2 separate regions of the Macaca mulatta genome follow, and region 1 is linked to region 2. The links are chromatin contacts, called in public Hi-C maps. All regions are on one chromosome and are shown on one strand. The core of a region is the stretch at or near the end of the contact, and the rest is flanking DNA. Distances in the headings are between cores, read along the strand shown.

Evidence for each region. A called contact is a pair of places that touch in the nucleus more often than the background predicts.
Region 1: a Hi-C map of fetal cortex germinal zone shows a contact between it and region 2, with 5 times the contacts expected there. The contact joins the promoter of PRTFDC1 here to the promoter of ARHGAP21 in region 2. A contact is called at or near these places in 2 of 14 Hi-C or Micro-C datasets (fetal cortex germinal zone and fetal cortical plate).

What each region holds. Positions count from the first base shown.
Region 1 is chr9:26,384,499-26,390,073 of T2T-MMU8v2.0, reverse strand. It overlaps PRTFDC1 (phosphoribosyl transferase domain containing 1), which reads left to right and starts at 1,462. Exons shown (of 9, transcript XM_015146641.3): 1 at 1,462-1,540. The coding sequence starts at 1,493.
Region 2 is chr9:26,170,912-26,176,144 of T2T-MMU8v2.0, reverse strand. ARHGAP21 (Rho GTPase activating protein 21) reads left to right here and starts at 3,963. Exons shown (of 25, transcript NM_001261285.1): 1 at 3,963-4,061.

The sequences.
Region 1 (5,575 bases), core at 213-2,712, 220 kb before region 2:
GACTTTGGGGAAAAGAAGTGAGAGGCAGACTACAAAAATGGCTCAAAACAACACCCTCTGACAATTACTAAGAGAAAATGTTTACCTGTGCGCTGGGAAACAACACCCCTCATTTTTGTAAGGCAGTTCCCAAGCAGAAGCCTGATTTCAGGATCTCTGGAGCTGCACCCTCCAAGGCAGTGGTGCTTAGAAACGACACGAAGAGCCAGCCCTGCTGAGCAGGACCAGGGCGCCAAGTCTGAATGACTAATATTTTTCCAATCTAGAACGTCATTAACCGATTGATAACTATTTTCCCTTTAAACTAGGCAAAATCAGCATTCCTCTCCCCTCTGTGTGCCAGAATCCGAAGATGAACAAAAGAGGCCTGCATCAGGAAAACTGTGTTCAGTTCTCTTGGATTCAGGCCTTCAACCTGAATTGGGTTGAGTGAATGAAGATGCTGATGAGATGTCAGGGACCTGGGGACTGAAGACACACCCAGAAAAAGCAGGACCCTGCAGGAGTGGACAAAGAACTGGAGCACAGGGATGTGAGAGGGGTTGAAATGAACAACAGACTCATACGAGAAGGATTTCTAATCAGAAGAGAGTGACTGCTTTAATAAAGCTGCAACCTGGAACAATTACAATCTGACCAGATGTTCTTGCAAAACTGGTAAAGCAGAGAATGTGAAAAAATCTCTCCCCCTCCTCCCCTGAATGCAGTTGACCAAAGGCTGAAAGGCCGGATCCTGAAAGCCCAGATCTGATCCCTGCAGATCTGGGCCACCCTAAAAGCAATCGGGTGTAATCTTTCCAGCTCCAGGCCCTGGGATGAGGAAGATGGGGGGAAGGCAGAGAAAGGCGGAGGAAGGTGGAGGGAGGTGAGAGGAGGTGGAGGGAAGTGAGGGGAAGTGGAGGGAGGTGAGGGGAGGTGGAGAGAGGTGGGTGGCGGCTCCAGGGTTTGAAAACACATCCAGGACACTTGCCCATCCTCCAAGAGCACGCCGGCTCGCAGGCTCTTTCACGCTTCTGCTTGGGACAATCGCGTGCATGAAATCTGGCAGGGAAGAGCCAAGGAGATTGTTAGCCCGAGGGCTAGGACGGTGGATCTGGGAAGCAGGGGCCTGGGGGACACGTTCTCTTCCTGCCGCGGGCTGCCTCGTGCTCCCGAGTCCCCGCGGGGCCTGGCGGCGAGGCCGGGGGCTGCAGGCGACCATCCGGCAGGCGGCGGCGGCGACAGCGGTGGCCGCGAGGGACGCGCCCGGGGCCCGCGCTCACGGGGAGCGGTCGCGGCTTGGCAGCTGCTCCCCGCGCCCCCGCGGCCTCGCCAGGGGAGGGGGCGCCGCGCCGGGGCCCTGGATCCGCGCCAGGCCGCTGCTTCCAGCCGGCGGGCCCGGGGCGGGGCGGGGCGGCCGGGTCCCCATCCCCAAGTCCCTTCCCCCACGCAACCTTCGCCCTCCCAGCTCCTTCCCGCGCCGTCTTCCCTTCCCGCGTTCCCCGGGAGAAACATGGCCGGGAGCAGCGAGGAGGCGCCAGACTACGGGCGAGGCGTCGTGGTAAATGCAAACTCCCGATTTTGGGGCTCGCCCCGCTCCCCTTCCTCCCTGGCACCCTGCTTGTAGATTAAATGCCTGCCGTGCGTCGGGAGAGAAAGCGGGCCACCGCTTTGTTCTCCCTCCTGGCGGGGATCGCTTCCATCCTCAGACCCTGGCCTCCTCTCCCCGCCCCCAATCTGAGGAAACGCCGAGTCCCGTCCCTTCACCCCGAGTTCCCAGCGTCCCCCCGCGTCCTCCGGCCGGTAGCCCGCTCCTGCAGCGTCCCGCCGGCGCCCAGCCGTCCCCATCCCAGCGAGCCACGGGGAGCAGCTTCTGGGAGCCGGCCGGGCCGAGACACCCGCGTGCTGCTCTGTAGGCCTCCTTCTTCCTGGGCCTCCTCTTCCAGAGCGGGCTTCAAGTTTTGTTTTTAAAAAGGACACTGAGGGGTTTTGAAGGCAGCCAGGAAATAAAGTAGCTCAAGTTGACAGAACTTGAGCTCTGAAGCCTTTGGTACCCAGGTTGGGGGGCTCTCTGGCAGTGGAGGCCTCTGCAGGAGCTCTGGGACACGCTCCTGCGGGACCTATGGTTTGTCTGTAAAAGGGAGCAACAGCAGGCTGGGCTCCGGAGCGAATTGGGAGGATGCATGTAAAATATCTAGCAGTGTGTCCGGATGGGAGGGTGTGGGATGCTGGTTTCCCAGAACTGAGACTCCTGTTGGTGTCAGCCAGAGGGTCAGTGTGCTAGGATCTAATCCGTTCTTGACCTTGTGGCCGCGTCCTCCCTGCTCCCTGAGAAGTGGTTTTCCTAGAAGGTGGTGGTTATAACTTGTGTCAAGTTCAATGTGAAACTCAATGGTGGTGAGGATGGTGGGTGGAGCTAACTTGCCATCTCTTTCCAGGGATCAGCTTGTCGTTCACAGATAATCTGTTTATGAATATGAATGGCCTGAACTAAAGTAAGTGGGCTGGGGAGGGAAAGGTGACACACTCAGACAGAACCGGTCAGGTTGAAATGTGGGGCTCAGTGCTTAATTTAACAGCAGGCCCTTTCCTTCTTAAAGGATGAGGTGTTGATTTATTTATTCATTCCACAAGTTGATTGTCCTGCTGGGTTGCAGAAGGTGTTGTAGGCGCTGGGGTGCAAAAGACAAAGGCCTTGTCTTCATGAGCTTGCGTTCTAGAGAAGACACAGGCAAGCAGTGTGTAAACAAATAGAGAAAATTTCCAGTAGAGATGTGCAATAGGAGGAGGGTAACAGGATAGAGGGTAATTGGAGGAGAAGCGGGGAGTGATGCTTTTGCTCAGGTGGTCAGGGCAGCCTCTCCGCGGTGACCTTTGAACTAAGATCTGAAGGGTACACAGGAGTAGCCATGTGGACTGCAGGCGGAGACCCGCATATCAAATGCAAAAGAATCATTGTATCCGATTTATGCTTTTATAAAAACCATTCCAGTTGCCCCAGGAGGAGGGGCAAGCCTAGCGGTGTGATGGATGGGAGGGAGACTAAAACGCAAAAAGGGCAATCACTAAGTTCATTGTGGACAAATTGAGTCTGCAGTGCCTGTAAGGCCCACAGATCGGGCTGCACTGTAGGCAATTTGTGAAATTCACATTTGGAATTCAGGAGAGCGATTGGAGAGATTTGGAAATCAGCAGAAAGAATAATATTTAATGTTCAGGAATGCTCAGTGAATGTGGAAAAAACAATTAAAGCAACTGTTAAGGATGGAAGCCTGGAAAGTCCCAAATGTAGGAGGCTGCCTGTGGGGGAGAAGCTGGTTGAAGGAACCGAGAAAGAACGCTGAAGGGTGGGAGGGCAGGCAGGGTGGTGGGTGCCTTGGGAACAGAGCATTGTTGAGCGGGAGGGGCGGTGTCAAGAGGTCATCAGAAGTGTCAGATGCTACAGGGACAGCAAGTTGGATACCAAGATGGAAAACAGCCACTGTATTTAACAATTACAAAGTCATTAGTAGGGAGAATCTTTTAAACAACCACTCCATTGGTAGAACAGTTAAAATATAGTACAAGTTGAGCATCCCTAATCCAAAAATCCAAAATCCAAAATGCCCCCAAATCTGACACTTTCTGTGCGCCAACATGATGCTGAAAGGAAATACTGGCTGGAGCATTTTGGATTTCGGATTTTCAGATTAGGGATGCTCAACCAGGAAGTAAATGCAAATATTCCAAAATCCAAAGAAAAAAAAAAAAACATCAGTAATTAGAAACACATCTGGTCCCAAGCATTTTGGGTGAGGCGTACTCAACTTGTACTACCATAACATACTAGATACTTTTAGAAAAGAATAAGGTGGATCTAGATGCACTGATAGAGTAGGTAAATTGTTGAAGTCTAAGAAACAAGTGAGAGAACATTGTAAATAGCCCAGTCTATTGGTGTCAACAGAGGTCCTCCTGGAAGCAAGGTAATTTTTTGAAAAATGCAAAGAGGTAGTAAGAGGGGTATAAAGAGAATAGAGGGCCAGGTGAGGTGGCTCATACCTGTAATCCCAGCACTTTGGAAGGCCAAGGTGGGTAGATCACCTGAGGTCAGGAGTTCAATAAAATCCTGACCAACATTGTGAAACCTAGCTGCTACTAAAAATACAAAATTAGCTGGGCATGGTAGTACATGCCTGTAACCACAGCTACTCGGGAGGCTGAAGCAGGAGAATTGCCTGAACCCGGGAGGTGGAGGTTGCAGCAAGCTGAGACTGTACCATTGCACTCCAGCCTGGGCAACAAGAGTGAAACTCCTTCTCAAAAAAATAAAATAAAATAAAATAAAGTAAAAATAAAAACAAAAAAATGAGTATAAACTGGACCAGCTGCCATGGGGCTTGGTGCTTGTATGAGAGCCCACCAAGGTGGGAAATAGTCCATGTATAATGGAGATAGTCCCTGCATTTACATCCTTTTCTCCAGTAGAACTTGGAATAATTAGATTAACCTCGAGTTGGATATAAGCAGGCAATTTCAGAGTCAATCGAAGCTGCTGGTAGAAGGCAACTCATGGCAGGTAAGGCAGGAGGGAAGGGAAATCTGGAGAGGATGAGTTTACTGGGAGAATAGAATACTCTCATGGATGGGATACAAAATATCAAATTAGTACCAGTTTTCAAAAGGGGCAGGTGGCTGGGAGTGGTGGCTCACACCTGTAATCCTAGCACTTTGGGAGGCCGAGGTGGGTGAATCACTTTAGCCCAGGAGTTCGAGACCAGCCTGGGCAGCCAACCCTCTCTCTACAAAAAATACAAAAATTAGCTGGGCGTGGTGGTGCATGCCTGTAGTCCCAGCTACTGTGGAGGCTGAGGTGGGAGAAGCACCTGAGCCCAGGAAATCAAGGCTGCAATGAGCCATGGTCGCGCCACTGCCTTCCAGCCTGGGCATCAGAGTGAGACCCTGTCTCAAAAAAGGGGCAGAGGGCAGGTAATAATAGCAAGCATTTCTTGAGCACAAATCTGTAAGGGAGGTCTAGCATACTCCCCATTTTACAGAGGAGGAAACTGAGGCACTGAGAGATTAAGTAAATCACCCAGGTCATATAAGTAGCAAATGGCAGTAGTAGGATTTGAACCAGCTTTCAATCACTATGCTACATAGGAAGCTGTGATTCCAGGATGGAACTTCGGGGTTGGGGCTGTCTGTAGGACTGGTGTGGCTATGTGAATATATTGCTAAATGGGGAATAAAGATGTGGTTTGAGCTAGGTATGTAGTTTGAGCTGGTGGAGGAGCTACAAGATGAAGTTGTTGGAAGGATTGTCGAGGTAGGTATTGGAGTAAATCACCCAAGGAATTGTCCAGGAATGAGGTAGAGAAGAAAATTCTGAGTTGGTAGAAATTTGTTGATAAAGACGGCAAGGGATGTAGAGTCAGATGTTATAAGCATGAAACGAGAAGTAAAGTTTGTGCAAGAGAAGGGAATATTAAGAGATTTAAGATGGCTCTTGCCTATCAATGGCTTTCAGTTGAACTGGGGAGGTGGGACATTTATACCATTAACAATAAATGGTAGCAAATGCTAATTGCCACATAAGAGAGGTAGATCCTAAGGT
Region 2 (5,233 bases), core at 2,714-5,213:
ACAGGTTGCAGTGAGCCGAGACTGTGCCACTGCACTCCAGCCTGGTGACAGAGTGAGACGCCGTCTCAAAAACAACAAAAACAAACAAAACAAACAAGCAAAAGCGTCCAAATGAGAGCTGATATTAAAATATTCTTGTTCATGGCTTCAGAAAGGAATAGACCTAATTTTTAACTGGGTTCATATATTCCTAAACAGTAACAATAAAATGTTATAAACAGTAGGGTTGCTGTTGGGGAAATAGTACAAACTTCTGCTTCATAATCATATTTTATTTTATTTTTTGAGATAGAGTCCTCGCTCTGTCATCCCGGCTGGAGTGCAGTGGTGCAATCTCAGCTCATTCCAACCTCTGCCTCCCGGGCTCAAGAGATTCTCATGCCTCAGCCTCTCATGCAGCTGGGATTCCAGGCTCGTGCTACCACGCCAGGCTAATTTTTGTATTTTCAGTAGAGACAGGGTTTCACCATGTTGCCCAGGTTGGTCTCGAACTCCCGGCCTTAAGTGATCCGCACGCCTTGGCCTCCCAAAGAGCTGGGATTACAGACATAAGCCACCATGCTCAGTCTGTAATATTTTAATTGAAATAATTTTTTTTTTACATTTTAAAAGTGTCTTCTGTTGCCCTGGCTGGAGTGCGCTGGCGTGATCAAGACTCACTGCAGCTTTGATCTCTCGGGCTCAAGCGATCCTCACACCTGAGCCTTCCAAGTAGCTGGGACCGCAGGCATTGACCACCACACCTGGCTAACTTAACAAAATTTTTTAAATAGAGATAGGACCCCGTTATGTTGCCCAGGCTTGTCGAACTCATGGGCTCAAGCGGTCCTCCTGCCTGGGCCTGCCAAAGTGCTGAGATTACAGGCATAAGCCACTGCACCTGGCCTTAAAAGTTTCTTCACATCTATATCTCATTTGATTCTCTTCAACAGTCCAGCAAGATAGGGAGGGTGCTGTTACAACTCAGAGGCCCAGTGGAAGCCCAGATAAATTTTTCAAATTTTAACTATGTGCCTTTTGCACTCTCCATCCAGATAGCCTAATACGCGTGAGACACCTAAGAGAGTAACTTATCGTAACAGTTCTTAAAAACATTCCCAAATTTTGGAACATCACGATTATATTTGTCCCAGGAGTAGAGGTACATTGGCACTGAAAGACCACAATAATTAACACATAGTAAGTTAAGTGTTAGCTGTTATTATTAAAAACCCATATTAAGAGGTAGTATACTGTTGTTTTATCTTTTTTTTTTTTTTTTTTTTTTTGAGACACAGTCTGGCTCTGTTGCCCTGGCTGGAGTGCCACTCTTGGACATAGCTCACTGCAGCCTTGAACTCCTGGGCTCAAGCGATCCTCCTGCCTCACAGCCTCCTAATCAGCTGGGACTACAGGCGCATGCCACCACGCCCAGCTAACATTTTGCTTGTACAAACGGGTCTCCCTATGTTGCTCACGCTGGTCTCAAACTCCTGGACTCAAGCAATCCTCCCATCTCAGCCTCCCGAAGTGTTGGGATTACAGGCGTGAGCCACTGAGCCCAGCCTAGTATAGTATTGTGAATAAAAGAATGGACTCTGGAGCCAGATCCCCTGGGCTTGAAACCTTCCTTCACCACCCACCTATCTTGTTGTGTAAAGCTTTTAGAGGAATACCTAGCAGGAGGCGTTGAATTTGATAGCTCTAGTACTTAGACACATAAGTAATAATTCGCGCTAAGTTATGTGGTAAATGGAGTTGGATTGTAATCTTGGTCCTTACATCTTATTACCTCTTATAGAAATATTGCCTCTCTAGGTTATGTTATTTTTCCATAATTTTTAGAATGTGTTTTCCTTCCTTTTCCTTCTCCTTTCATGGCCCACATTTTACTCTCCTTTATCAAACTGCAAATTTCACAATCGACATTTACAAAAATTTCTAGTGCAAAAATTTTAACCCAAATGTCCTTAGCTGTTAGGTATTCCGTTTATGCCGTGCATGCACATTTGCATGTGTAAGGAGTTGTTTTGTGCTGTAAATTGTTTTTCCTTTCTGGACATATTCTATAAACCCACAAGCGGTGAGCTACTTGAACCCTGAATTTCTATTCACTTCTTGTTAATTTACTCAATAGTATCTAGCACTGGATACTGCTACAGCCAGTGGGCTATTTAGTAAATTACCATCTGACTGGCAATCCCTCCTTGTATTTTATTCTATTTTTCTTTTCTTGATTGTTAGCTGACTTGTTTGGTGACGGGCTGTCAAGAACATGCAAATTTCGTGGCCATCTAAAAATGATCTCGTCAACGTCTTTCCTCGAATTGAAGCGGAGGATTTAGCTGTCGATTTGGTTTGGCACCATCCACTTTAAGGAAGATGTAAAAACGAAGGCGCAGGTGCCCCAGCTGCAGGGCGTGCTTTATGTCCCCGCTCCCCTGTCCCCCACAAAGAAACAGGACCTCAGGTGGTGGGCGGGCGGGGGAAGACTCTAAGTCTACAGGGGAGAGTAGCAAGAAAGAAGGAAAAGGTAAGCGGACTCCATAGCTTCTAGGTTTTGTTCCTCTTTTTTTTCCCTCTGGACGGCGGTGGCAGCTGATCAGACACAATTGCTGGCAGTCCCCCGCCGCAGTGAGGATAAAAATGACCCTCAACAGCACCAGCAGGAGCACTGAAAAGGAGAGAGGAGTGTGTATGGGAAGGGGCCGAGGATGAGGGTGACAAGGTGACAAACGCTGCCTCCGACTGCGAGCAACTCCCCTCCAGACCCGCGAGGTTCGGAGCCGGGGAGCCACCTCCCAGGAGCCGGGCGGGGTGGGAAGGGGAGGCCGAGGGGGCGGTGGCCTTCACCTGGGGGCGGGGAAGAGGGCGGAGGGAAGCCTGACTAACCAGTCCCTGATTGGCTCGCGTTCTCCCATCGTGTCTCCCGATTGGACAATTTGCAGCGGGAGATGTTGTGAGGCGCGGTGGGGCGGAGCAAGCTGCCGGGGTCTGTGACAAGGCCCGGGAGCTGGGTGGGGAGGGAGGCGGTTGTGCCGCGGCTCCGGAGCGGCTGTGACCTGAAGTGTGGCGGACAGAGAAGCGCAGCAGCCTCTTCACAGTTCCGCTAGCCGCGCCAAATTCGCTCAGTCGCTCTGCAGAATTTATAAAAGGGAAAGAACTGAATGAGCAACGCTTGGCTAACTTCCCCCTTCCCACCACAGGAAGAGATTTTGCTGTGAGGCGTGAAGGGACACTCCCTTATCTGCAAGTCCCACGTCTGGTCGCAGCTTCATTGCCTGCCCGCTGCAAAAAAGGGGGGGCACAATTTGCCAGTCCCCGTCCCCCGGTCTAGGACCTTTGATCCCTCGAGTCTGCAGATGTCGCTGTTATAGGCTTGTCCCCCTCTCCACCCCAGACGCCTACCACCAGGTCTCCTTCCCCGGGAGCAAGCCCATCCCTGGACGCTGCCACTCAGCGCTTGGGAGACTGCAGGGGCGGGGAGGGTTGTGTGTGCCTGGTTTTGGGGTGCTGGGGGGCGAGGGCTTGTAGGTCCCGCGACCCACGGGGAGGGGGCAGGCGAGCACCCCCCTCCGGCCTCCGGGTAATCCCCCTTCTCCAGCGTCGGTTCCCCGGGCCCGTGTTATTCAAGACAGAAAATATTCAGCCCCAGAGCCTCCCCTGGGGAGGGGAGGGGAAGGAGGTGGAGTGGGAGGAGGTGGATCCAGGGAGGAAGAAGCGAGAAATCCGCCCCCGGGAAACAGCTCCGCGCGGCCGCGGAGCGAGGCGCTTCTGTCACTTGGCGTTCGCGGGCGCCGGAGCGGGGCCCCGGCCCGGCCCGGCGAGGCGAGGGGAGAGTCCGGCGGCCGCCGCCCCGCCCCACGCCCTCCCGCGGCGGCCGAGAGCCCGGGGCCGGCCGGGGCAGGTCGCGGCGGTGCCTGGGAGCGGCCGGCCGGGGGCGGCGGCCTCGGAGCGCGGCGGCGGCGGCGGCGGCGGGCAGCGCGGGATCGTCCTGCTGCGGGGTCCGGCTCACGCCGGGCGGGGCGCGCTGTCCCGGAGCCGGCCAGCCCGGTGCGGATCCACTCGTCCCGCTTCCTCTGGTGCGTGTCTGGTTTCTTTTCCGTCTCAGCCGGGAGGGCGCCGCGCTCGCGGGCCGGGGTGAGCCCGGCTCGCCGCAGGCTCTCTCCCTTCCCGCCACCTCAGGCCACCCGGCCTGGCGCTGGCTTGGGGCGGGAGGGAGCCCGCGGCGGGCGCCCGGCGGGGGCGGAGGGGCCGCGCCCGCGTGTGCAGAGCGAGGGCGGGCGGCGGGGCGGAGGGAAGGGCACAAAGGCCGGCGGCGGGCGCCGGGGTCCGGCCGGCCGGCCTTGGAGGAGGGGCGCCCGGGGCCGCTCATGAATATTAACCGAGCCTGCGGCCTAGCGCGTCCCGGCCGGGCCCGGCGCCCGGCCCGCGTCCCCGCTCCAGCTCGCCGCCGCGCTTTGGCCGCCTGGCCCGAGCGGGCGGGAAGGGTAAGGCCCCCGGTTTTGTCTCGCCCAGGGGCTCCTAGCACCTTTGAGAAAGCCCATATTGGGGCCGCTCTCTTTGGGAGCTGGAGGTCTCCGACCCGCCTCAGGAAGGGGCGGGGGAATCGTGGGGGAGGTGGGTGGTGGTTTGCTTTTTCCTAGTTTTTTTCCCCCCTAGGTGGCCACAGGGGAAGGAAAGCCGTGTCGAGTTGTAGTTGGGGGAAAAGCCGTGACTTCAGAGTTGCTCGAGTGTGGCTTCGGAATCATGCCCCGGAGCGGGATTGGCGCCCGCGTCCCACCCGCGGCCGCGCACGCCTCCCCGGCCGTCCCCGGCCGTCCCCACCCAGCCCCGCCGCGGGCCAAGGAAAACAGCCGCCTCCTCGGGGACGCCGGCCGGGGCGGAGGGGCGGAGGGGCGGCGCCCGAGTCACCCGGAGACGCCGCCGAGCCCACGCCGGCCCCAGCCAGGCTGGCTTTGTGCTTGAGTTTTTGGGGGGCGGAGGGGAACGAGGAGGGGGCTTGAAAAGTGTGATCCCATTTCAACCTCGTGGGGGAGAAAACTTCCCCGAAGTGTCCCTGTCTGGGTGATGCAGAAAAGAACGTGCACAGCCCTCTGCTCTGCCCAGGAAAGACATGAATTAAAATGCACTTGAATGGGGAACGATTTTCTTGAAGGCTGCATAACAGCCAGGTGTGTTTGATGTGTTTGACGCAACCGCTGGGCAGTTTTGAGATTTTTCTTTTTTAAACACCCCCTCGAATTTATAGGCT